6 separate regions of the Mus musculus genome follow, and regions 1, 3, 4, 5 and 6 are each linked to region 2. Evidence: chromatin contacts called from public promoter capture Hi-C data. All regions are on one chromosome and are shown on one strand. The core of a region is the stretch at or near the end of the contact, and the rest is flanking DNA. Distances in the headings are between cores, read along the strand shown.

What was found. Promoter capture Hi-C pulls out the DNA fragments that hold promoters and counts their contacts.
Region 1: a promoter capture Hi-C map of pre-B cells shows a contact between it and region 2, with 4 times the contacts expected there. The contact joins the promoter of Gspt1 here to the promoter of Rrn3 in region 2. A contact is called at or near these places in 5 of 39 promoter capture datasets (the 3T3-L1 cell line, cranial neural crest, hippocampal neurons and 2 more), 1 of 484 Hi-C or Micro-C datasets (B cells) and 3 of 115 datasets of contacts at active chromatin or transcription factors (embryonic stem cells, epiblast stem cells and forebrain).
Region 3: a contact with region 2 is called in a promoter capture Hi-C map of liver, with 6 times the contacts expected there. The contact joins the promoter of Mzt2 here to the promoter of Rrn3 in region 2. A contact is called at or near these places in 3 of 39 promoter capture datasets (hippocampal neurons, liver and pre-B cells).
Region 4: a promoter capture Hi-C map of liver shows a contact between it and region 2, with 2.8 times the contacts expected there. The contact joins the promoter of Pkp2 here to the promoter of Rrn3 in region 2. A contact is called at or near these places in 3 of 39 promoter capture datasets (hippocampal neurons, liver and pre-B cells).
Region 5: a promoter capture Hi-C map of hippocampal neurons shows a contact between it and region 2, with 10 times the contacts expected there. The contact joins the promoter of Snx29 here to the promoter of Rrn3 in region 2. A contact is called at or near these places in 6 of 39 promoter capture datasets (3T3-L1-derived adipocytes, cranial neural crest, hippocampal neurons and 2 more).
Region 6: a promoter capture Hi-C map of liver shows a contact between it and region 2, with 5 times the contacts expected there. The contact joins the promoter of Yars2 here to the promoter of Rrn3 in region 2. A contact is called at or near these places in 6 of 39 promoter capture datasets (the C10 cell line, embryonic stem cells, hippocampal neurons and 2 more) and 1 of 484 Hi-C or Micro-C datasets (CD4 T cells).

Annotation. Positions count from the first base shown.
Region 1 is chr16:11,252,285-11,255,737 of GRCm38.p6, reverse strand. Gspt1 (G1 to S phase transition 1) reads left to right here and starts at 1,413. Exons shown (of 15, transcript NM_146066.2): 1 at 1,413-2,095. The coding sequence starts at 1,741. It overlaps LOC115488671, which reads left to right and starts at 2,102. Exons shown (of 2, transcript XM_030249388.1): 1 at 2,102-3,453. Mir1945 (microRNA 1945) reads left to right here and starts at 1,293; the gene lies at 1,293-1,370.
Region 2 is chr16:13,779,393-13,782,938 of GRCm38.p6, reverse strand. It overlaps Rrn3 (RRN3 RNA polymerase I transcription factor homolog (yeast)), which reads right to left and starts at 2,240. Exons shown (of 18, transcript NM_001039521.1): 1 at 2,100-2,240; 2 at 841-946. The coding sequence starts at 2,182. It also overlaps the pseudogene Gm6354.
Region 3 is chr16:15,861,563-15,865,305 of GRCm38.p6, reverse strand. It overlaps Mzt2 (mitotic spindle organizing protein 2), which reads left to right and starts at 1,937. Exons shown (of 3, transcript NM_029354.3): 1 at 1,937-2,558; 2 at 2,763-2,908. The coding sequence starts at 2,383. Gm41425 (a long non-coding RNA gene) reads right to left here and starts at 1,869. Exons shown (of 3, transcript XR_875934.2): 1 at 1,795-1,869.
Region 4 is chr16:16,210,657-16,214,693 of GRCm38.p6, reverse strand. Pkp2 (plakophilin 2) reads right to left here and starts at 1,349. Exons shown (of 13, transcript NM_026163.2): 1 at 1,099-1,349. The coding sequence starts at 1,321.
Region 5 is chr16:11,321,221-11,324,682 of GRCm38.p6, reverse strand. It overlaps Snx29 (sorting nexin 29), which reads right to left and starts at 1,779. Exons shown (of 21, transcript NM_028964.4): 1 at 1,705-1,779. The coding sequence starts at 1,711.
Region 6 is chr16:16,300,597-16,304,533 of GRCm38.p6, reverse strand. Yars2 (tyrosyl-tRNA synthetase 2 (mitochondrial)) reads right to left here and starts at 1,569. Exons shown (of 5, transcript NM_198246.2): 1 at 787-1,569. The coding sequence starts at 1,550.

The DNA.
Region 1 (3,453 bases), core at 164-2,663, 2.5 Mb after region 2:
CTAGTTTGAAGCCTTGCTTTAAAAAGTAATTGACAAAGCCGGGCATTGGTGGTGCTGGCCTTTAATCCCAGCACTTGGAAGGCAGAGGCAGGTGGATTTCTGAGTTCGAGGCCAACCTGGTCTACAGAGTGAGTTCCAGGACAGCCATGGCTATACAGAGAAACCCTGTCTCGAAAAACCAAAAAACCCAACAAAACAAAAACAAAACAAACAAAAAATTATTGACAACTTTGTCTATTACCTCTCTCGTTAGGCCAAATTCTCACTTTTTATTATACAAATGTTTAAAGTCAGCATTCCAATTTAGATATCTTAGATCCAGATTTAAAAAAAAAAAAAACTCGTTGTTTGAACATTTTGAATATGTTACTCTGTAATTTCCAAGTAGGTTAGTTGCATTCTGTCTAGACTCTTTTCAGAGCAAGTAAAATTAAGAGTATACTTTTCTTTGTCTTGGTCTCCATGGGTGAATTACAGGAGCATTTAACAGGTATTTAGAACAGGTATTCCTACTTCGTGCAGTAAAAAATAAAGGTGAATTTTATTTTTTCTTGCTTGTCACTTACCCCACAATTACTAAAATGCAACTTGAAAGTGTGAGATGCCCTCATTATTAAAGGACTGTAAGAATAGCTGACAGATGCGGCCTTTCAAAAGAACAGCACTTTACCTAATGGCAGCTAAGGAACTGGAAGCACCAAAATAGCCACTATTAGGTACCGCTGGGTACACTAAAAAATATGGCAATCCCGATTAATTTGTAAATCTCCTGGCAGGGAGGATGAAAGGACGAAAAAACATTTTAGGTGCGGGCTTTTAATGACTAGTCAAACATAACATGAGTCACTGAAATTTTCCAGTTAAGGATCCTTTTGCCGGACATCCTTGGACCTTTATGAGCCACACGCAGTTTCAGCTGTAACATCTCATGGTTTTACTGCCTCTTCCAAAAATGAATACATAAAAGGAAAGACGCCTCCCGCCGGCTTTGAAATGTAGGGCAAACTCTGGCTGCGGGTGGAGAGAAAGAGAATAAGGTATATAGACTGGGAGACAGAAAAGGCGCCGAAAAGGGAGAAGAAAAAAAAATTCCTCTAGGTTAGGCCTGCGGACCGGGTGTTCTCACAGGCTAGGGTGGATCGTCGCCTCGTGCGGAAGGGCTCGGCCCACCGTCTTGCCCTAGCCGAGTAGAGCCTACCCCTACCCCCACCCTGCGACAGATGGGCCACCAGACTTCTGCCTCCTCGCGCTGCCTGCCGGGAGTTCCAGCCGCTTCCGGTGACGCTTGAGCGCTGAACTCCGACTCCCGTCAGCCCCCGAGAAAACCGCACCGGGTCTTCGCGGGTACTGTCGGGACTTGTAGTTTAGCTATCGGCCGCGCTTCGTAGGCGGAAACGCGGGCGGACACAGACGGGAACTACCGAGGCGAAGGTACGGGTGGTAGCGAGAGGTCAATTCTCTCCAAACGTGGGGTTGGCGGTGAGGCCGGCGGCGGTAGTTGGGGTTGGGTGGGAGGAGATCCTTTCGCACACACGAGGAGGGTTGAGCCGCTGTCGACCTGGTCTCGAGTGTACTGTCTGGACTGTAGCTGCTGCCCAGGACGCCGGCGAGTGAGTCATTGACTGTCAGCTCCCCAGTCTTGCCGTCCTCCCCGGGTCAGCGCGGCCTGCTCCTCCCCGGTCGGCCGCCCCCGCCTCCATTTCCCGCCCTCTCTTCACCACACACACGGCCCCCCCGATCATGGATCCTAGCAGCGGCGGTGGCGGCGGTGGCGGCGGCGGCGGGAGCAGCAGCAGCAGCGACTCTGCGCCCGACTGCTGGGACCAGACGGATATGGAGGCCCCCGGGCCCGGGCCTTGCGGCGGCGGCGGGAGCGGCAGCGGCTCCATGGCCGCGGTGGCCGAGGCCCAGCGTGAGAACCTCAGCGCGGCTTTCAGCCGGCAACTCAACGTCAACGCCAAGCCTTTCGTCCCCAACGTCCACGCCGCTGAATTCGTGCCGTCCTTCCTGCGGGGTCCGGCCCAGCCGCCGCTATCCCCAGCTGGCGCAGCCGGAGGCGACCACGGAGCAGGCAGCGGCGCGGGAGGCCCTTCGGGTAAGTTGCCGGGCTGGATATCCCCAAGGCACGGGCGGCGGCCTGGGGCCGGAGTTCCGCGGTGGGCTGGGTGGAGAGGACGGGAGGCCGGCCGGCCCGCACGTGGGGCGCTGACAGCGGCGCCGGCTGGTCTGGGTGGGGCGCCTCCAGTCTGGGAGCTGCTTGGCTTGGGGCGCCTGGGCCAGGAGGAGCAGAGACCAGGGGACCCGGGGGCGATTGCCCCGCCGCGGAAGGCCGCACGCGGTTCACCCCTAGGCATAGGAACTGTATGGGACCCTGCCAGCCCTGGGCCAGTCAGTGCCACGAGGCCCAGAAGTGGGGACTGATAGGGCTTGAAGTCCGGCAGGAGGAGGGTGTGAAAGTCTAGGGTTTGGGGGACAGGACTTGTCTCTTCGCTGGCCCAGAGAGCTGCTCCTACTGTAGTTTCTACGTTTGGAACTGTAATTGCGTTTTAAGTATCGGTGGCACTAAAGCGACCTGAAGGAATCCCAAGATGCATTGCAGGCTTGTGATCCGCCAGAAACTGTTGGCTGTCAATACAAAGACCTTTTTTCACCCTTAACATTTTGAATACTTGAAAAGTTTTTTAAATGTCACAAGGATTCCTCAGTACTAACATGTGGTAGTAAACCTCATTGATTTATGTGCGGTTTTAAGCGGGATTTAAGACTTTTTCTGAATGGCGTGTAGACTTTTAATTGTTTTAAAAGTATGGCCCTTATAAGGGTTGCTTATAAAAGCTTAGTTTGCGTTCGTGTATTAGTCTAGTCTGTTACTTAAATACTTCTGATAACTTAATATTTGTCACATAAAGTAGCTACTAAATACACTTTCTGTCGTTTCAAACTGCAGTCTTTAAACACCTTTTTACAAACGGGCTGTATGTTTGGTAGCCTGCTTTCAGGTACAGATTTTGTAGCAATGCTGTTGAGTGAACTTAAGTATTGCCTTCATGCTGATGCTTTTTTTTTAAATTAGGTATTTATTTCATTTACATTTCCAATGCTATCCCAAAAGTCCCCCACACGCTCCCCCACCCATGACGATGCTTTTTTGAGTAAATATGGTATTGTCCTAAAGAAAAAAAGAAAGAAAGAAAGAAACGGGAAGGGAAAAGGCCGAGACTTTGATTATTTAGCAGGGACATTGGTGGGGCAGATAATTTGAGCTTATTTCAAGTGAGAGTATGTTTTAAGTTCTGGACTTAGGCCTGGTGTGGTGGTACACTAACTAGTTAATGCCTATAGAGTCCCAGAACTCTGGAGGCTGAGGTAGGAGAATGCTTGGAAAAAGCAGAGAAAACAAATGGCATTATCACCTCGCTGCCCTCCCAGGTGAGGTTGCAACCCTGGAACTCA
Region 2 (3,546 bases), core at 991-3,490:
CCAGGCTGGCCTTGAACTCAGAAATCCGCCTGCTTCTGCCTCCCAAGTGCTGGGATTAAAGGCATGCGCTACCACTGCCTGGCTAATTTTTTTTTTTTATTTTAATTTTAGCACTTGCTAGTTTTCAAGTTGTATACAGCATTTTAAGTCCTAAAATCTCAGCACACTTGTTTTGGTTACCTTTAAGCTTCGGTATCAGGCATATCACTATATATTCTATTTCAGTATGGTATCTAAATACTTCCCACAATCCCATCTTTTTAGACAGGCGGTTCTCAACCTGAGGCTGTTGACCCCCTTTCACAGGGGTCACCTAAGGCCACCAGAAAACACAGAGAGTCGCATTATAAGTCATAACAGTAGCAAAATTACACTTATGAAGTAGCAAAGAAAATAATTTTATGGTTGGGGGTCGCCACAGCATGAGAAACTGCATTAAAAGGGTCACACAGAGCCTTAGGAAGGTTGAGGGCCACTGTTTTACACAGAGGCTGTATATATCCCTGGCTGGTCTCAAATTCAGGGATCCACCTGATTCTGCCTTCACATGCCGGGATTAAAGACACAAGCCTCCAAGCCCAGTGTAAAATTTATTTTTAGGCTATGTAGGAGCTCAACTAGACCTGTTTTCCTGGTGTGGATAAGGTCCTAGTTCCAATCCCCACCACTGAGAAACCTAAATAAACGTACACACAAATGCTAAAGTTCATCTTATTCTCTTTACTGTCTTGGGGGGGGGGTTGTACTCAGGAGGAGGAACCCAAAGTCTTGATAATTTGCTCTTCGGTTTAATGCCTTTTAAACTCTGACTAAGCAAAGTCAAACCCCACCTCCTCGTACCTTTTTGTATTTCAGTAAGACTTCTGTCACAGTTCCGCCAAACCGAACAGTTTTTTTCGGAGGAGAATTGAAGAAATCGCTCTCTAACGCGAGCATATCGGAAAGCCTGAAGAACCAGGAAGACCAGTTATCAAATTCATGACAGAGAATGACGGCAGGGAGCATGGCTGAGCCAACATCATTTTGTGTGATGAGGCTTAAGTTTCTCAAATGATATCCCTCCTTCCAACCTTCTCTCCCAGGAAGCCACTCTTCCCTCAGTAAATCTGTCTCAGAAGCTGTGGCAGAATCCAACCTAGGCTACATAATGAGATCTTATTAAGAGTAAGGGAAGGAAAAGAAACTCCATATTCCCACATTAACCCTGTAAGATCCTGTTTAACCAGCCACCTTTCCTAACCCTGATCTCATGATACAATCATTTGTTAAAAGCGTGATGTCCTTTCTATTCCTCAAATTTGTCAAGCTGATTCCCATTTCACCTGCTACTCGCTGTTAGAAACACTCTTCCCAAGGTTGGAGTTCAAATGTCAGAGGCCCTCTCCACCAGAACCTCATACACTCACGCTTTATCCTGGAACGTTGTAGTTCTTCATAGCATTTACTGATACCTGAAACTATCTTATCCATGTATTGCCGCCGCCCCCCCACCCCACTGCCCCGCCTCCGGCTCTGCTGGGTATGGGTTAGTGTCTGGATAAGCTGCTGTCCCCAGTGCCTTAACACAGAGTATACACACTTTATTAACAATTGTCAGTACTATGCTAAGTGCTTTACAAGGTTTACTTCGTTTAAACAAGAGAATCAGACAAAATCTAAAGGTTAGATTCCAAATGTTTTATAGGGATAGGTATTTTAAAATGTTGGGCAAAAAGGACTGCTTATATAATATACGGTTCCACTATGCTACTGCTTGCTTCTACAGAAACAAATTTCAAACAAAATTTTTGGAATTCGATAGGTCACCAGTGACAGCTTTCCCCTAGATATCCAAAACCCTGGAAATGCCGCCCATGTCTTGGCCAAGAGAGGGAAGAGGAAAGGCACGGAAGATTAGCCTAGAGTCCCACAAGGGTGCCCCAAGAGTGAGTGGGAAACAATGGAACAGACAAGGCTCGCCCGGGCAGAGGGGACCCGAGGGAACCAGAGGCTCCTGCGTGCCCGAGCCGAGCCCGCACGCCCGGCCCCCTCGGCACATGCGGAGAGCTCTCAGCGGGCTCGAGCCCCGCACCCGCAGGCGGAGGCCGCCCGGATCTTACCCAGTCCGCGACGCACTCAGCGTGGCAGAGGCCGCTGCCGTCACATCGCCCGACAAGCGCGTGTGAAGCAGCGGGGCCGCCATTCGGCCTGAACTGAGCGAACGCCCGGCCTTGCGCCGGAAGCCACGACCTACCCGCCCCGGAAGTGGCGCTGCAGAAGGCAGCCCCTTGCGGGACGCGGCCCACGTGAGCAGAGCGTAAGGATCGCAGCAAGAAGGCGGGTAGGCTTGCGTCTGACCTTAACCGGCCTGAAGCTTTCCTAGAAATAGGCTGGCACAGCTTGGCGGGGCAATCGGTGGCCGCATTCCTCAGAAACTCCTTCAAAAAGAAGCTTGTCTTAGAGGCGTGTGCACGTGACCTTGGCGCTCAGGAGGTGGAGGCGGGAGGATAAAAGGAGTTCAAAGCGGGTTTCCTTCTGGGAAGTGAGTGGAGGAGGAAGGTCAGCTGGGTGCTTTCTCTGCCTCTCTGACCTAGCAGGCTTGCACCCCAGCATCTGGCCCCTGAGTCTTCATTGGTAAAATCGAACGGCTGGGATTTTTTTGGTTTTCAAACAACATGTTGGCTCTCTTAACTTTTGGCAAGACTCCGAGGGACACTGAGAGATCACTCCTGCTGAGGACAACCTGAGAAGCCATCAGATTTGGTCCCGTGCATCAAGCCAGAAGCAGCCACAGGGATGGCTGTGTTTCTCATGACCCCACACAAGAAGACCACCATCTTCACTGAGGCCAAGGAGTCAAGCTTGGTGTTGGCACTCAAGCGCATCATTGAGGGCATCATGAAGAGGCCTCCTGAGGAGAGCTGCTGTTCAAGGACAACCAGCTCCTTGATGAGAAAACTCTGGGGGAATGTGGCTTCACTAGTCAGGTAGCAAAGCCACAGGCCCCAGCCACAGTGGGCCTGGCCTTCAGAGCAGAAGATGCCTTTGAAGGCCTGCCTATCTACCCCAATTCTTGTCCTCCAGAACTTCCAGGTGTGATGAAGGATTCTGGAAATAGTGCTAAGGAACAAGTTGTACAGTGAGGGCCCCAGGCCCACCTCCTAGAGATCCATTCCTCCCCCACCACCACCACCACCAAAAAAAGGGAGTTCAAAGCCAATGGGTAACTATTAGGACCTGGGTTACTCAGGTAAAGAGCCCGGTTTAATGTTAGTAATACAGGCACTGGAGAGGTGGAAATAGAAGGATCCTGTATATCATTTTAGACACATTTTCACACCTTACTCTGTGTGAAACACATATTACACAGTGACCTAGCCAGAAGTGTGGAGACTGGTAAAAAGCCAGAGGGGAGAGTTGGACCGATGTTACCATGGGTAAGAGAACCCAGGCTGGGGAGCTGGGCATGATGGTACATACCTTTAATCTCAGCACAAACAGGCAGATCTCTGAATCTGAGGCTAGTTTATTTAGACTATCGCGTAAGTTCCAGAACAGCCAAGGCAA
Region 3 (3,743 bases), core at 688-3,187, 2.1 Mb before region 2:
CTATTCTTTTGATAAAACACCATGACCAAAATCAACTTGGGGAGAAAAGGGCTCATATTATCTCACAAGTTGTGATCCATCATCTGTGGAAATCAGGGCCTGAACTCAAGACAGAACACAAAGGTAGGAGCTGGTGCAAAGGCCATGGAGAAATGTTGCTGGCTTATTTCCCATTGCTAGCTTAACCTGCTCTGATATACCATCCGGGACCACATGCCCAGGTGCGGTACCAGCCATAGTCACCTGGGCATTCTGGTATCAGTCATCAATTAAAAAAAAGATGCACCCCAGGCTTGCCCACAGGCCATCTGATAGGGTCATTTTCTCAATGGAGGATCTTCCCAGATGACTCTATCTTGTGTCGTGTTGGCAAAACACTAGCCAAGACAGTGTGTGTGTGTGTGTGTGTGTGTGTGTGTGTGTGTGTGAGAGAGAGAGAGAGAGAGAGAGAGAGAGAGAGATTTTGTATGAGCATGTTGTGTGTACATAAATGTTTGAATTTTTAAGTGCGTATTAGTACAAGAGCCCTTTATTAAGGTCTCTAAGTCTGTGCAATTTAGTCCTCTGGACTTTCCTAAAGTTGAGGCCATGTATGATTATGTCAGAATTATATGAAAATGGCGGAGTGACTTATGTGAGGGTCCAATGACCCTACCTTGACCTTCCTTCTATGAATGGACACTGGCCATCCATGGACCTGAGGTGATATACTCCTACAAACAGGCAGAGCTGATGGCATGCAGGTAACAGTTGTCTGGCTAGGGAGATGATGCTGTGCCTCACTTCGATTTGCCTCCAGTTTGTACTCTTGGGCATTCTGACCAATAGGAGCTGGTTCCTGGAGCCATCAATCCTACAATAAACTAATGAGGCAGGGAGGCCCTACATTTACATCATGGCCACAGTTCTGCGAAAACCTGAGATATTCTGGAATCCTGCAAACAAGCACCTGATGTTCCACCCTGGGAAGCAGGTGCCAGATTAGATGCACATACATCCTGTAATGTCTGCTCCTGGAGCCAGACTCATTCCCCACAGCCCACACTGGCTCTTCACAGTCACCAGCAGCTTACTGTCACCATGGTCCTCACTGTGACAGACGCACCATTCAACATGGAAATGGTGTTTAGTCCTTAGATCTGGACCTTGGTGACTGGCCAAAGGTTCACCAAATATGAAGACCGGAAGTGCAGAACCAGGGAAGCTGTGTTCAGTATAAGGAAGAAAGAAGGAAGGCTGAGAACTGACTAGATGCTCTAAATTCTCCCCTTCCCGGTAATGAATACGTTTTCCCCTAAGAATGAAGACTATTCACCCAATATATTTTTATATTGAAAATATTTTTTCATACTCTATAATCTGATCATGATTTCCCTCCCTTACCTCCTCCCTGAACTTTGCCACTTCCCTACCTTCTCAAGTTCTCTCTCTCTCTCTCTCCCTCCTCTCTTTTCTAGCAAATAGGCACATTTAAAAAAAATCAAGCCAGAATAAAACAAATTGAAAAAATAAAAACACCAATCAACAAACATACACATACGGATACACACACATATGCAAAAGACTAGTAATGTAAAATGGACAAAGCATCAGGAGACAAAATATCTCCAAGAGTGCCCCCGCACAAATTTTAGATGCCCCTCCTGGTCCCCTTTCACTGTGTAGGCACTTCTGGACGGCTCCCCCGGTCCACTCTTTCCCGATGGCAGTGACAATCATGGTAACCGGCCAAACATTTGCAGTTCTCAACACACCGGCCAAGCTAACGTGTTGAGTTCAAAATGACCATCCTACCTATCTTCAGAAATAGACGCCGCTATCCAGACACACAACCCGGAAATAGCGTCATCAAGCTGCGCGTCAGGCCACACCCCTGCCTACTGGGAAAAGCGGCTCAACCTCCCGGGAAAAGCGCCTGCAAAAGCAAAAGCCAATCAAGTGCAGAAGCAGTTGGCCACAAGGCGCGTGCGCAGTGACGTCCTCAGTTGCTCTTTACTCCCCAAGTTTATGTATTTCGGGGTCGGGGGACAGGAGTGCGTATCCGTTTAAAAGCAAAGCTGTTTAGGGACCGTCAACAGAACTGGTAATTACACGAGATCGTGAATACTCGTCATCCAACAGGCATTTGCTAAGTACCCGGTATATGCCAGGTACTATTCTGGGGTCTGCTACCTAAGCCAGCAGTCCAAGTCTGATCGTCAGGCAGTGATCAGCTTCCCACCACCCCACCCCATGCCTAGCACACTGCCCTGTGCACAGTAGACGTTCCGAACAAGTCAAGTAACCGACTGTGTAAAGGCCTCTTGGAACTCTCGCCTCGGTGCTGGAGCTGTTGACTTGCAGAGACTCTGTCCAACACAGATCCCTTTTCAGGCTATACGAATGGCGGCGGCGGCGGCTGCTGCTGGTGGTGCTGCACTCGCGGTTTCCACAGGATTGGAGACAGCAACGCTGCAGAAGCTGGCGCTTCGGCGGAAGAAAGTGCTGGGGGCCGAGGAGATGGAGCTGTACGAGCTAGCTCAGGCTGCTGGCGCCGCCATCGACCCCGATGTGTTCAAGTGAGAAAGCGGGGGTCGGGACTTTGAGCTCATACTCCCTACAGATAATGCCGGCTTTAGGACTCCTCATTCCTGCATCTGCTACTCTAAGATATCCGTGTCTCTTTAAGGGGTTTCAAGACGGTGACCCAGCTGGCGCGACTCCTAGAGCATGTCCGCCCTGTGGCTTTCAGTATTCGCTAAGCACTGCATTTGTTTCCCCAGGATCCTGGTGGACTTGCTGAATCTGAATGTGGCTCCCCTCGCCGTCTTCCAGATGCTGAAGTCCATGTGTGCTGGGCAGCGGCTGGCAAGCGATCCCCAGGACTCGGTGCCCATATCTCTGTCTACATCCACATCAGAGACCCGAGGTTAGAGATGGGCTGGGTACTTCTGCCTAGAGGGTGGCCGAGGTGGGGAAGGAGTAGAGAACCTCGTGCCGGCTTGTCTTAGAATTGCTCAACCTGTCTATAGGCCTCCTCCCAAGGTCTGCAGACCCATCCACCTTTCAGGGACTTTAGTTGGCTCCACCTTTCGGATTGTACTGCTGGACCAAAGACTGGTCCAAGCAAGCTAGACTTGGTCTTTCTGACTCCCTCTCACCTCTTCATCATGCCTCCATTGCACAGGTAGAGGAATAAACATGGCTTTGGTCTCCATCTACCACACAGCCTCAAGGAAGTGTTCAGAGAGCAGAGCAGACAACGCCTCCCCCTCCGAGGGCCACGTCTAGCTCCTGTTCATCTCAGGCCAGGCCCGAACACCTCTCATCTGGGGATTTTTTTGGGTTGCAGGACTGAAGCCATCTGATTCCTTTGGGACAAAAAGTAGAGGTCTGACAGAAAGATTCACCCAGTTCTCAGGTGTGAATGGCCTGGTCATGAGTGGGACCAGGTGTAAGCAGATGGTGGTGAGCAGAGTGTAACAGGGATCTCAGGTCCTCCAGCCTGCCCATCCTATCTGTTACATCTGTTCTCTCTGCCTGTCGGACCCTCTGAAATACAGCTTGTCCTCCCAGACAAGTGGATGCAAGTCCAGTGCTCATTTCCTGCCTGTAAGTGCAAGAACCACATGGAAGGAATCCAGGTGGGGTAAAGTGAGCAGTCTGGCCCAGTGAAGGCAGACTGTCAGGCCTGGGGACTCACACATACACGCTGACCCACCCACTTTCTGATCAATGTGTGTCTCTGGCCTCTATCACCCTTT
Region 4 (4,037 bases), core at 100-2,599, 2.4 Mb before region 2:
GGAATCTTGACTGTTTTATTTGCTCAGTTTCCTTGTCTCTAAGCTTGGATCCACAGTAAACCCAGCCCATGTCTGTAATCTCAGCACATGGGAGACGGAGACGGGAAGTTTGAGGCTGCATCTTAAAAATCGTATCTATATCTACACATATGGAAAGAGAAAGGAAAAAAATACACAGTTCATTTTAAGAAGATAATATAAAGTGCGAACCACATAGCCTAATTAGGGACGTTACAGGCACTCACTTACATGAGCTTGCAATCATTAAACACCTCTTTACTTTTCAAGTATGCAAACATCAACTGCCCTAACCTTTAGACAAACTGAAAAGCGGACAGCCTCCCAGACTCTGCTATTTGAAATCCACATGCTGGCACGGAAGCATTATTATTCTTAATGGTAATCACATTTACCAGAGCTTCTGATCTTTCTGATCAACCACACTTCTGTCAACTAGTCTGTGTGGTGGGGGGTTGATTTTTTTTTTTTTAATGAGGGCGGTTCTGCACCCACGCATCTGTTGGTTCTGGTGTGTGGGTGTGAGGTGGGCAGGCGGGGCTACCTTCAGCCTGGCCAAAGTCTCCTTCCTCCTTATCCTCCGCAGGGTGTTCAGGTTGCTCCCAGACCCAAAGCCGACTTGCTCAATTTGTTTAGTCGCAGATACGGAGTGGAGCACTTGGACGAGGTAACCTCAATTTAGAGGATGGAGGAACCGCAGGGCTTTGAAGGTTTCTTTCTAAAAATATTTATAGAGAGTCGTAAACTCTAAAACATCTCAATAAAAGCCCAAAGCGCCTTATTCCAGAAGATCAATCTTGCATACCAAAGTCTGCATAAAATTTCAAAGTGTTTTTTAGAATCTCAGGGAGAGAACCCGGAGCGAGCGGCGAAGGGTGAAACCGATCGAATTCTTTAATACAGACAATTGTGTAATTAACAAACGAATAAGGTAGACCAGAACCAAAGGTTAGGGAGGAAGCGTGTCCAAAGCGACCAACCACGAGCCGGAAAAGGTAAGGTGAGCAACAGGTGGGCGGGCGGACACCGGTTCGCACCGGGGAGACCTACGACTAGCACGGCGGGTGGGGTTCGACTCACCGCTGACCGCAGAGCTCCGGCCCCGGCGGGCCAGGGTCTGCTGCACCTGCTCCTGGATCCGCTGGCTCCGGGCCGCCGGGTCGCCGCGGCCGCTGCTGCCGGCCAGCCTCAGTCTGGCCTCGGAGGGCAAGGCCAGGCTGGAGCTGTCCAGGTGACCCAGGATCTGCTGGCCCAGCACAGTCCGGATGTAGCCACACTCGGCCAGTGAGCCGGGGACGGCCATCGCGTCGGCGGAGTGACCAGGAGGGACTGCCAGGACCTGCCCGCAAAGCCGCAGAGGCGTGGGGACCGGCAGCAAACCCCGCCCCGCCCCGCCCCGCCCCGCCCCGCCCCGCCCCGTAGGACCCAGGCCCTTAGGGGACAGGGGCGTGGCTCCTGCAAAGCAGGCGCACTCCGCCCGGGGCGAGCACGTCCTCTGAGGCCCCCACGTATTCTCGGCTCGCGAAGGATTGTGGGAGGAGCTGCCCTTAGGACAGGTGCAGCTGGGAACTTCTGCTGTGAGTAGCACATCTAGTTAGTTAGGGTCAGTTACACTGTTCCAAACGTTCACAGATAATGAAACATGTATGAAATAGACGTATTTTAAAGGTTTTTTTTTTTATCCGTAGTACTTCAGGACGCCGAGCTTTTTGTACAGATGGAGCCCCAGAAACATATGTTCTCCCTCAGTGAAAGCCTCTGCTTGCTCTTGCAAATACACAAATTGTACCCAGTGCGCTCTTGTCCACCCACTTCCTTCTTAAGGAACATGCCCACACAGAGAAACTCCAATAAGAGGCCCAGAGAAAAGATGACTTTTAATACTCAGTTTTAATAGCTCTTCTAACGTTGACTAAGCCCTCTTTATGACAAGCTCTTTGCAGGGGAACTCATGAACGAGGTTTCTCACTTAAATCTCCCGAACTTGAGTTTATCATGCTATTAACTATGCTTCACATGCAATTGGGCTAAGAACAAGAGCTAAGCTCAACAGAAGGGTCCTTGAACTTAAAGTTGACAACCGATGCTACTCTCCACATACTGGTATTTAGACTTGGGAGAAGAAAAGAAAAACATCTATGTTTGTTATCAAGTGGGGTCTTTTCCTTTGGTTGCTAGGGTTTGTACCTTTGTTGGAACAGCTAGGGAACACAACTTCTCTTCTTCCCCGGTTCCTAACTAAACAGTTAATGTGGCTTCCTGTTTTGCCTTCGAGCATCGAGGAAATCAGGGACGAGTCACTCTTTCTCCACAGGCCACATAGTCAAAGGTCATAAGGAAAGCTCTGGAGGTGGGAGCTATGAGGTCAGCAAAAGCAACTGGGCCAGTCTTTAGGTAAATTGTGCCCAAAAGCTTGGCTTGCCAAGTCAGGTGTAAATAATGTACAGATGTGATGCTGAGAGCTTACCGAAAACAAGAATGTTATGACGGTTAAATTACAGCAACAAATCCTGTCACCAGCCCCTTGTAAGCAACCTGTTTCCCTTCATCTATCTCCTAGCTCCTTCTGAAAGTCCCAGGTCTGTTGCTTTAAAAGATAACTGCAGCGCCTGCTTCTGCAGGGCCAGGACTCACTCTGGCTTCTGTACCTGGAGAACTATGATTGGTAAGGTCCCATTCTGCTTTCTTCAGCAAGAGACAAACAGGAAATTTCTCTTATTTATCTTAGGAAGTGTAACTTCACTTTCCTGTTTCTTGTCAAATCACTTTTTAAAAGTTCTGTTGTAATTGATTATCTTATTATGCAGGCTCCAATAAATGAGGATATCTTGTAGTTGGTAGTTGGATGGTTTGATAAAAGAATGGCAATTAGAAATTAGCTTACAAGTGAAGGAGGATATACATCTAATTTAGCTTATCCTTTGGTATGGCTAAATAACATAGCCTCTATCCTCCCCAGGTTCCTAACCATACAATTAATGTAGAGCTATGTAGCGTCCTGTTTTACCTGAGGATCAAGGAAGTGAAAAGGAAATAGGGACTAGTCATCCTTTCTCTACAGGCCACATGGTCAAAGGTCATGAGGAATGCTCTGGAAGTAGAAGCTATGAGAACAGCAGGCCTTGGGAACACCAAGTGGTGGGTCATAAGCAGTGCTCTGCATATTTTTACATGTCAACATCCTGTCTGTAAATGGGAATAATAAATGTACCTACACATAGTGTTGCCATGATCACTAAACAAAGAATTGTACATAAGTGTTCAACAGCCCTTAGAAGTCCATTCTTGAGTCTCTGACTTTCTTCACGTCTTTATCATAGATCCCCATCTTACTTAAATGGTATTCTTTCACAATCACTCATGTATGAGCACACATGCGTGCGCGCACACACACACACATACACACACACACACACACACACACATACATATTCACTGTTTCTCTGCACATTTTTTCCACAGATTTTATTTTAATCACTTGTTCTGGTGATTTAAAACAAAAAGGCCCTCACAGACTCATATATCTGGTGTTTGGTCTATAGTTAAGTGGAAGGAATAGGAGATAGAGCCTTGTCGAAGGAGGTGTGTCACTGGGAGATAGGCTTTGAGATTTCAAAAGCCCACACCTGACCCAGTTTCTCTCCCCCCTCCTTTTCTCCCACCCCTCTCTCTCTCCTCTTCCTCCCCACTATCTCCTCCTCTCCCACCCTCTTCTCTGCCTGCAGCTTGTGGGTCAGAGGTGAGCTCTTACCTGGTTCTACCTTACCACACCTGCCTTGGTGATTATGAACTGGCTCTCTGAAACTGTAAGCAAACCCCCAGTTGAATGCTTTCTTTTTAACAGTTGCCTAGCTTGTGGTCTTTTCTCACAGTAATTGAGTAGTAACTAGGGCAGAAGTACCTCATGTTTTACTTGTTAATGACTTCCTTACTGGAATATAAGTTCCAAAACAGGTACTTTCTGTCCATTGCTGTTCTCCAGGACCAAGTAGGTAGGTTTACATCAAATGAATGGAGCA
Region 5 (3,462 bases), core at 530-3,029, 2.5 Mb after region 2:
ACAGCTACAGTGTACTTACATATAATAAATAAATAAATCTTTAAAAAATTAAAAAAAAAGAAAATCCCAACTAATAACCAAAACACGAGTTTAAAAAAAAAAAAGTATATTGCTGCCGGGCGGTGGTGGCCCACACCTTTAATCCCAGCACTTGGGAGGCAGAGGCAGGCAGATTTCTGAGTTCGAGGCCAGCCTGGTCTAGAGAGTGAGTTCCAGGACAGCCAGGGATATACAGAAAAACCCTGTCTCGAAAAACCAAAAACCAAAAACCAAAAACCAAAAAAAAAAAAAAAAAAAAAAAAAAAAGCATATTGCTTTATGTGGTAGAGCCAGGATTTGAACCCAGTACATTGGGCTCCATCACCTTTTGGTGGATGCTGGCACACACGTTTTTGTTAACATTAGTGTTAAGTTAGACCCAGTAATTTGCTTTGGCAGATGAACGTAAACTGTAAAAACCCCTCCATTAGTCCCCTCAATAAGACCACAGTTCCATAAACTTTGCTCTTGAGCAACAAAAAGCATCTAACGTTTTTTTAAAGATGCACAGAAATAATTTAAAAAACAAAAAATTAAGACTGCCCTTTGCTCCTTTGCCCTAGCACCCTCTCCGCTCCATGAAACACCTGAGTGCAAGTCTAGAGACTGGGTGCAGAGACGAAAATCCAGCTGCACAGTAAGAAAAAACAGAAACTACGAGGGTAGGCGGGTCCTCCTAAGGGAATCCAGATCCCTGAGTCCAGCAGGAGAATCAACAGCCAACACAAGCCTTCCCTGAGTCACTCCCATCTCCACGCGCAACACCCAGGAATGACTTAGCACCAAAACATCAAAACATCATCAGGACTCTTCAGAGGGAGGCTTGAAGACACAGACTCCGACAAAGGGACTAAACTTCGGTATCACTGAGCACAAGCCGTCACAAGCACCTGCCTCTCACTTCCAGACTCCCCACCCGCTCCACCTCCCTGCTGGTGGTATTGGCTTGGGCAACGCTTGAGCCCCATTTAGGTTCAGCATTGGGCAAGAAGGAAAGGGCTTCAGGACACAACCGGAGACTTCAAACGATGAGCTAGAGGAAGACATGGAGAGAACTGAAGCATGAACTAACAGCCCAAATACAAAAGGCACAACCGGGAGAGGGACGCTGCGAGGCTAACTGGCCAGCTCTGGGGACACAGGTGCAGGGAAGAGGAGGGAAGAAGACAAAGCTGTCCTAACACTGAGACCTCTGGGGACCCGGAGCTGTCGCTCTGGTTTGCTGTGTGTGACAGGGGTGTCTAGAGATGCTCTTTGCCTTTGGAGAAAGAGGAGTCACTGGGTGGAAGAGACCTGGAACAGAGAATAACTAAAAACCAGGGGCTGGTAACTGGAGCTGAGTCCCAGGAGGGTCACGGGAGAAAGAGGGACTAAGGCAAGTACCAGAGATCTGAGAATCCGGGGTGCGGAAACCTGTCAAAGGGATCGGCTGTCTGGGAGGGAATTGGGAGCAAGCTCTGCTCTAGGAGTTGGCTGTCACTGGTGAGGCAGAGGGACAGGAGCGCCAGCCCCGGGATAGTGGGAGCGGTGCAGGAGACTCCGGGCCAGGGCTCCGAGCCTGCGAGCGACCCCGCGGGGGTCTGCAGCGTGTGAGCACACCGGGCCCGGAGCGTGCGGCTGCAGTGGCGCTACGGGGCGGGTGACAGCAGCGGGGCCGCCACTCACCGCTCATGTTGCTGCTCCCGGGGCCGCCGCCTGCCTTGCCGCCGCCGCCGCGTCTGCAGCCGCCGAGCTCCACACAGGCCGGGAGAACGCGCGCCCCGCCCGCTGGCCCCGCCCCGGAAGCAGTGACTCTCCTAGGGCCCGCCTCCCGACCCGGAACCAAAATACTCGGGCAAATCGACGCCCCAGGGTAGCAGGGAAGAGAACCGGCACCTCACAAAATCAATGCCTCCCAATCCCCGAGCCAAGAAAAAGACATCCATTTAGACTGAAGTTCGGACAAGGATGCGATATACGCGTACCGAGAGCTTGGAGTAGTGTGTTGCATGTCCGTCAAACCAGCACTCGGGGGAAGGCAGGTGGATCAGAAGTTCAAGGTCAACCTTGAACTACTCAATGATTTCGAGGCTAGATGGGGCTGCTTGAGACTGTCTCAAAGAGAAGAGAGAAAAAAAGAGTAATGGGCCTGCAGGGCCTGGTGGTACAGGCTTTAAATCCCAACATTCAAGAGGATAAGTCAGGAGCCTGAGCTGCAAGAATTCAAGAGCTGTGGATGGCCGGCGTGGTAACGCACGCCTTTAATCCCGGATTTCTGAGTTCGAGGCCAGCCTGGTCTACAAAGTGAGTTGCAGGACAGCCAGGGCTATACAGAGAAACCCTGACTCGAAAAAAAAAAAAAAAAAAAAAAAAAGTTTGGTAGAGAGGGCACATGCCTTGCATGCAGGAGGCCCAAGCTTCAACTCTCTGTACAAACAAAAACAAAAGGTGAATTCAAAGCCATTCTGGGTAACTTCTCAAGACTCTCGAAATAAAAAGTAAAACCGGAGTGGTAAAACCGGAGTGGTGGATATAGTTCAGTAGTTGGAGTAGCACGTGCAAGGCCCTGCAGGCAGGAGAGTTTGTACTTTCTTGATGATGGATGTGGGAATAAAAGTGCAAAGCACAGTGATGCAGTCAGAATTTGAAACTTCACTTACAATCCTGGTGTGACCATGCACACCTTTAATACCAACATTCACAGAAGAATCGAATTACTGCCTGAGGCACTTGGGAGAATTTGTGGTGGGTGTGTGTGTGTGTGTGTGTGTGTGTGAGAGAGAGAGAGAGAGAGAGAGAGAGAGAGAGAGAGAACTTTCTAGAATGAGAATGCATTGTAATGGGTCTGAGGAGAATGACAGTGGGTCAGTGGGTTAAGGGAACTACAAGAGTTGTCCAACTGACTCTAGGCAACAGTGAGAGGAAAGGTGGGTAGGTGCTGAGAGAACACAAGAGCTAAATTCACAGCAACTGTGAAATCCAGGGTTTTGCCCTATTTTAAATATGGAGTTGAAAGACTATTTTGCCTGCTGGATATGAGGCTGGAGTCACCCAGCCTGGAGAACTTAGGCTCTTGATCAGAAATAAGAAAATAATGAAGAGCTAGAAACTGTAGTAGCTCAGTGGAAGAACACATGTGTGCCATCCTGGATTTGATTCCAATAAAGAAAGGAAAGGGAGGTGACTAAACCTGCAGGCTGCCCTTTACCAGTGGTCTTAAGTCCTACAGAGGTTTCACATGGCTTCAGCTAAAATCTTCCACCTTCCACCCTGGGAGGACACAAACAGCGCTCTCTCCCCAGATGCTAGCATCTTCACGTGGAGCTCTCCAACTCCACAAATGAGGCAGACCAAGTGTGGAACAGGTCCTGCCTTCCTATAATCCCAGTCCAGAGAGAATCAAGAGCTTAAGGCTAGCCTGTAAGGAAAATGATATGTCGAAAA
Region 6 (3,937 bases), core at 320-2,819, 2.5 Mb before region 2:
ACACATACATTCATGGTATTCTGTTAGGCACAATTAGTTCCACCAAGCACAGTACACATTTAAGTCTGGTTACTTACTATATGTTTTTAAAACCCTTTCTCAGTCTGGACTCAGGTCCTCAAGAACCATAAAAACACGCATTTTATATCTACATGTGTCGTGCTTAAGTGCAATTGAGGAATGCACCTGAGCAGGTCAACAGGACTTGATTTTTGAAGGATCAGGTAGAAAAATGACAAAGTTGGGCGAAAGGATACCAGGAGGTACATTTAGAAGGTGGCTTTTAATATTTTTAAATGAGTTTTGTCGTGTAGCACACGAACCAGCCATATAATCTATGTTCCTCAAGAAAACTGTGAGGACTGGAGAGGTGGCTCAGTGGTTCTTCCAGAGATCCTGGGTTCAATTCCCAGCAACCATGTGGGATATAATATAAGAATTTGGTGCCCTCTTCTGGCATGCAGGTGTTACATAGAGATGGAGCACTCATACATAAATAAATCAATCTTTAAAAAAAGAAAACGCTGTGAAAATCTTTATGGAGGCGAAAAGCTAAATTAGTGCACACGGTTCTAAACAGAAGTCCAATTATTTTCAGGATAAATAACAATTTCTAAAGAAACTAAAGGCGACTTAGGGAAAACAGACACAATCCAAATCTTGAATATCGGTCTGCTTCCAGCAGCTCTAACTCCCAGCTCTAACTTACAATCTTCCTAACGAATAACACACTACTTCTGTATACTCGTCCCCGGGTTTCCGTAGGCTCTAACAATTCCAGCTTACTTGTGGATGAACTCGTAGCCAGACATGATGTTGCCCAACTGATCTGATCCGCCCAGTTGGACCCGGCATCCATAGTGCTGGAAAAGGTAGTAGAAGTCATAGGCCTGGAGCACCTGGTAAAAGAACTCCGCCAAGCTCATGCCCTCGGGGCTCTTGAGACGCGACTGCACGCTCAGCCGGCTCAGCAGAGTGCCCATGCGGAAGTGGCCGCCCACCGTGGCCAGGAAATCCACCAGGTGCTGCTCCTGGAACCAGGCCGCGTTGTCCAGCACCGTGAAAGAGCCCCAGGGCCGGCCGTCCGCGAAGAGGCGCGCGTGGTTGGCCGCCAGGGCCTCGAGCCCTCGCCGCAGGGCGTGCGCGTTGGCCCGCACGCACTCGGCGCTCAGCGCCTCGCGCCCCTTGGTCCGGCCGCTGGGGTCCCCCAGGAGGGCCGTGGAGCCTCCCACGAGCGCGATCACGTTGTGGCCGGCTCGCTGGAAGTGGAAGAGCCCCAACAGAGTTAGCAGGTGCCCCACGTGGAGCGAGTCGCCCGTGGGGTCGAAGCCGCAGTACACCGTCTGGGGGGACGAGCCCGCCCTGCGGCGGTCAAAGAGTTCGGGGAGCTCTGTCTTCGTGCCGCTCTCGGGGAAGAACTCCTTGAACAAGCCGCGGGCCCTCGGTGCCACCAGCATTCCCCGCGCGCCCGGGCGCACCGCACGCGACCCTCGTAGCCAGACCAGGGACTGCGGAACGCGGCACAGGCGCCTCAGCATGGGCGCCGCCATCTTGCGGGACACGCAAGGCATGCTGGACCTCTGTCGCCCTGCGACCGCGGGCGCCTCGGTGTCTCTCTACGCATGCTCGGGCGTAGCGGGAGGCCTGTTAGGCTTTGGTGCTGTAGGCAGTCCTGGAATGTGGACCGACTGAGTTCCGTCTTGCGGCCCCCGCTGTTCCTCTATCATTTCATTCCCGTTTTCTCAGTGAGGATGTCGTGATAGTACTTCCTGTCTCACAGCTGTGGTGAAAGCACTTGGCGGTGTAGTAAGCGCTCGACAAATGTTTACTGTCGTTTAAATGATCATGCAAAAGCTGTGATGCTCAAGTCCCATAAGTCTTGGACCTGTAGAAAGAACTCGGAGTGGAGTGGAGACGAAATTTCTTTGTACCAGTTTCCCCAGTTAATGAGAGCCTCGTCACAGTACAGGCAGGCAGGCAGGCGCGCGCACACACACACACACACACACACACACACACACACGTCATTAGTGGGTGTCCTGAAGGTGGCAGTCTCCTCCTAGCAAGAGGAAAGTCAAAACAGGAAAGAACTCCCTGTGTTTAGTATAACAAAAACTGGAGTCATTCAAAGTCATAACATATTAGGTGCTTTTAGGAATCCTCTCACCAGGATGAGGACTCTCATTTGCAATTGTATGGCAGGTGAGCCAGCCCCCAAGTCCCATTGTAGATTCTGACTAATTTTCTTTAAACATTTTAATTAGCGTACACAAATTGTACAAAATAATGAATTTATTCTGACATTTCCATATATGAGTAGACGTGGGCCATACTTTCAAAACTCCCTGATTTATGTGGAGTAGCATTATTGAGAATGTGCCATTTGTGGCCATCACCTACCATTGTGAGAGAAGTAGGGGTTATGGAGGGAGACAGAGAACAATTGAGCCAGGAGTAAGTTGCAGTAGAGGTGTGCTGGCTAGTTTTATGCCAAGTTGACAAAGTTAGAGTCATTGAGGTACTTAAACTGAGAAAATGCCCTCAACCAATGTGGCCTATGAACAAGCCAGTGGTGATCAGTGATTGATGTGGAAGGGACCAGCTCACTGTGGGTGGTGCCTCTTGATAGGTCCTTTCTCCGGTAAAATGAGCCAATTCAAACCAGATTAGATTATAAAGCAGATTTACTGTCCCCCTAGAATTGAGGCCAGGGGGGGTCGCCATGGGGGGGGGGAGAAAGGGCTTGTGGCAGGGGGTGGGGAGAGAGAGAGAGAGAGAGAGAGAGAGAGAGAGAGAGAGAGAGAGAGCAAAATGTGTAGATTGTATAGCAAAGAGCGTCTGAGGGAAGGGCAGCCCATCCCCTGGGCTGGAATGTACAGGGTTGGGGATAGGGTATGCCAGGTAGAGACTTAGGGATGCTGAGAGAACCTGGAAGCCAGATCTGTTTTCATATGTAAAATATGCACCTGAGTCTCTTGTCCCAGGGTCCCAAAAGAAACACCACCCTTGGTGGTCCTGGGTGCTAAAAGAAATCAGGCTGATCAAACAATGTGGAATAAGCCAGTATGTAGCACTCCTTCATGACTTCGGCTTTAGTTCCTTCAGGAGTCTTTCTGACTAGAGTCCTTGCCCTGACTTCCCTGAATGACGAATTATAAGCTGTAAAGTGAAATAAACGCTTTTCTTCCCAGGCCATTGGTCATATTGTTTTATCACGGCAATAGAAAGCTCAGGCCAGACAAGAGTCATTCAGTATCCCAGAGGAAGTCAGGAGCTGAGATTTCCTTCCATAGTCTTCCAAACTGAAACAAGGAGGTAGGCTGTTTCACTTTATTACCGGCTAATCTTTAAATATGGAATGCTCTTGGAGAGAAATCCACACTTTGGGCAAGCCTTTTGACTAAGAGTCATATGCAGAAGACAAACAACACTCACGTTCCTGAAAGAGGATCCTGACCCATCCCCAGACCATTAGCTACAGATCTTTCCATGTCCTAATACTAAGGTATTTGAAGAAGACATTTATTTTAGTGGGTTATAAATTTGTTATTTTGATTAATCAATGTATTTGCTCATCTAATTATCAGTGAGTTTAATTTCTCATTGCCAGTAATATTGTAATATTACTGGTAATATTCTCTAATACTGGTAGAAAATAGCTAGAGTGTTCTCTCATATTGTTACTCAAAATATCTTTAAAATTCTAGTCAGAATCTGTTGATCTGCACTTTGATCAGAGACAGACTGTAAGATGCATTGCAGGAAGTTCTGAAAGCCTAACAGATACTGTACTTAATATTGGGAAAAATCTCTCACTTGCAAGTTTGGGTTAATACAACAAATACCTACGTATTGTGACTTTAAAGAGCAGGGCAACAGTTGGGTATTAGAAAGTATGACTTCATATCTGCACTAGCTTTAGTACTGCTTTTCTTTT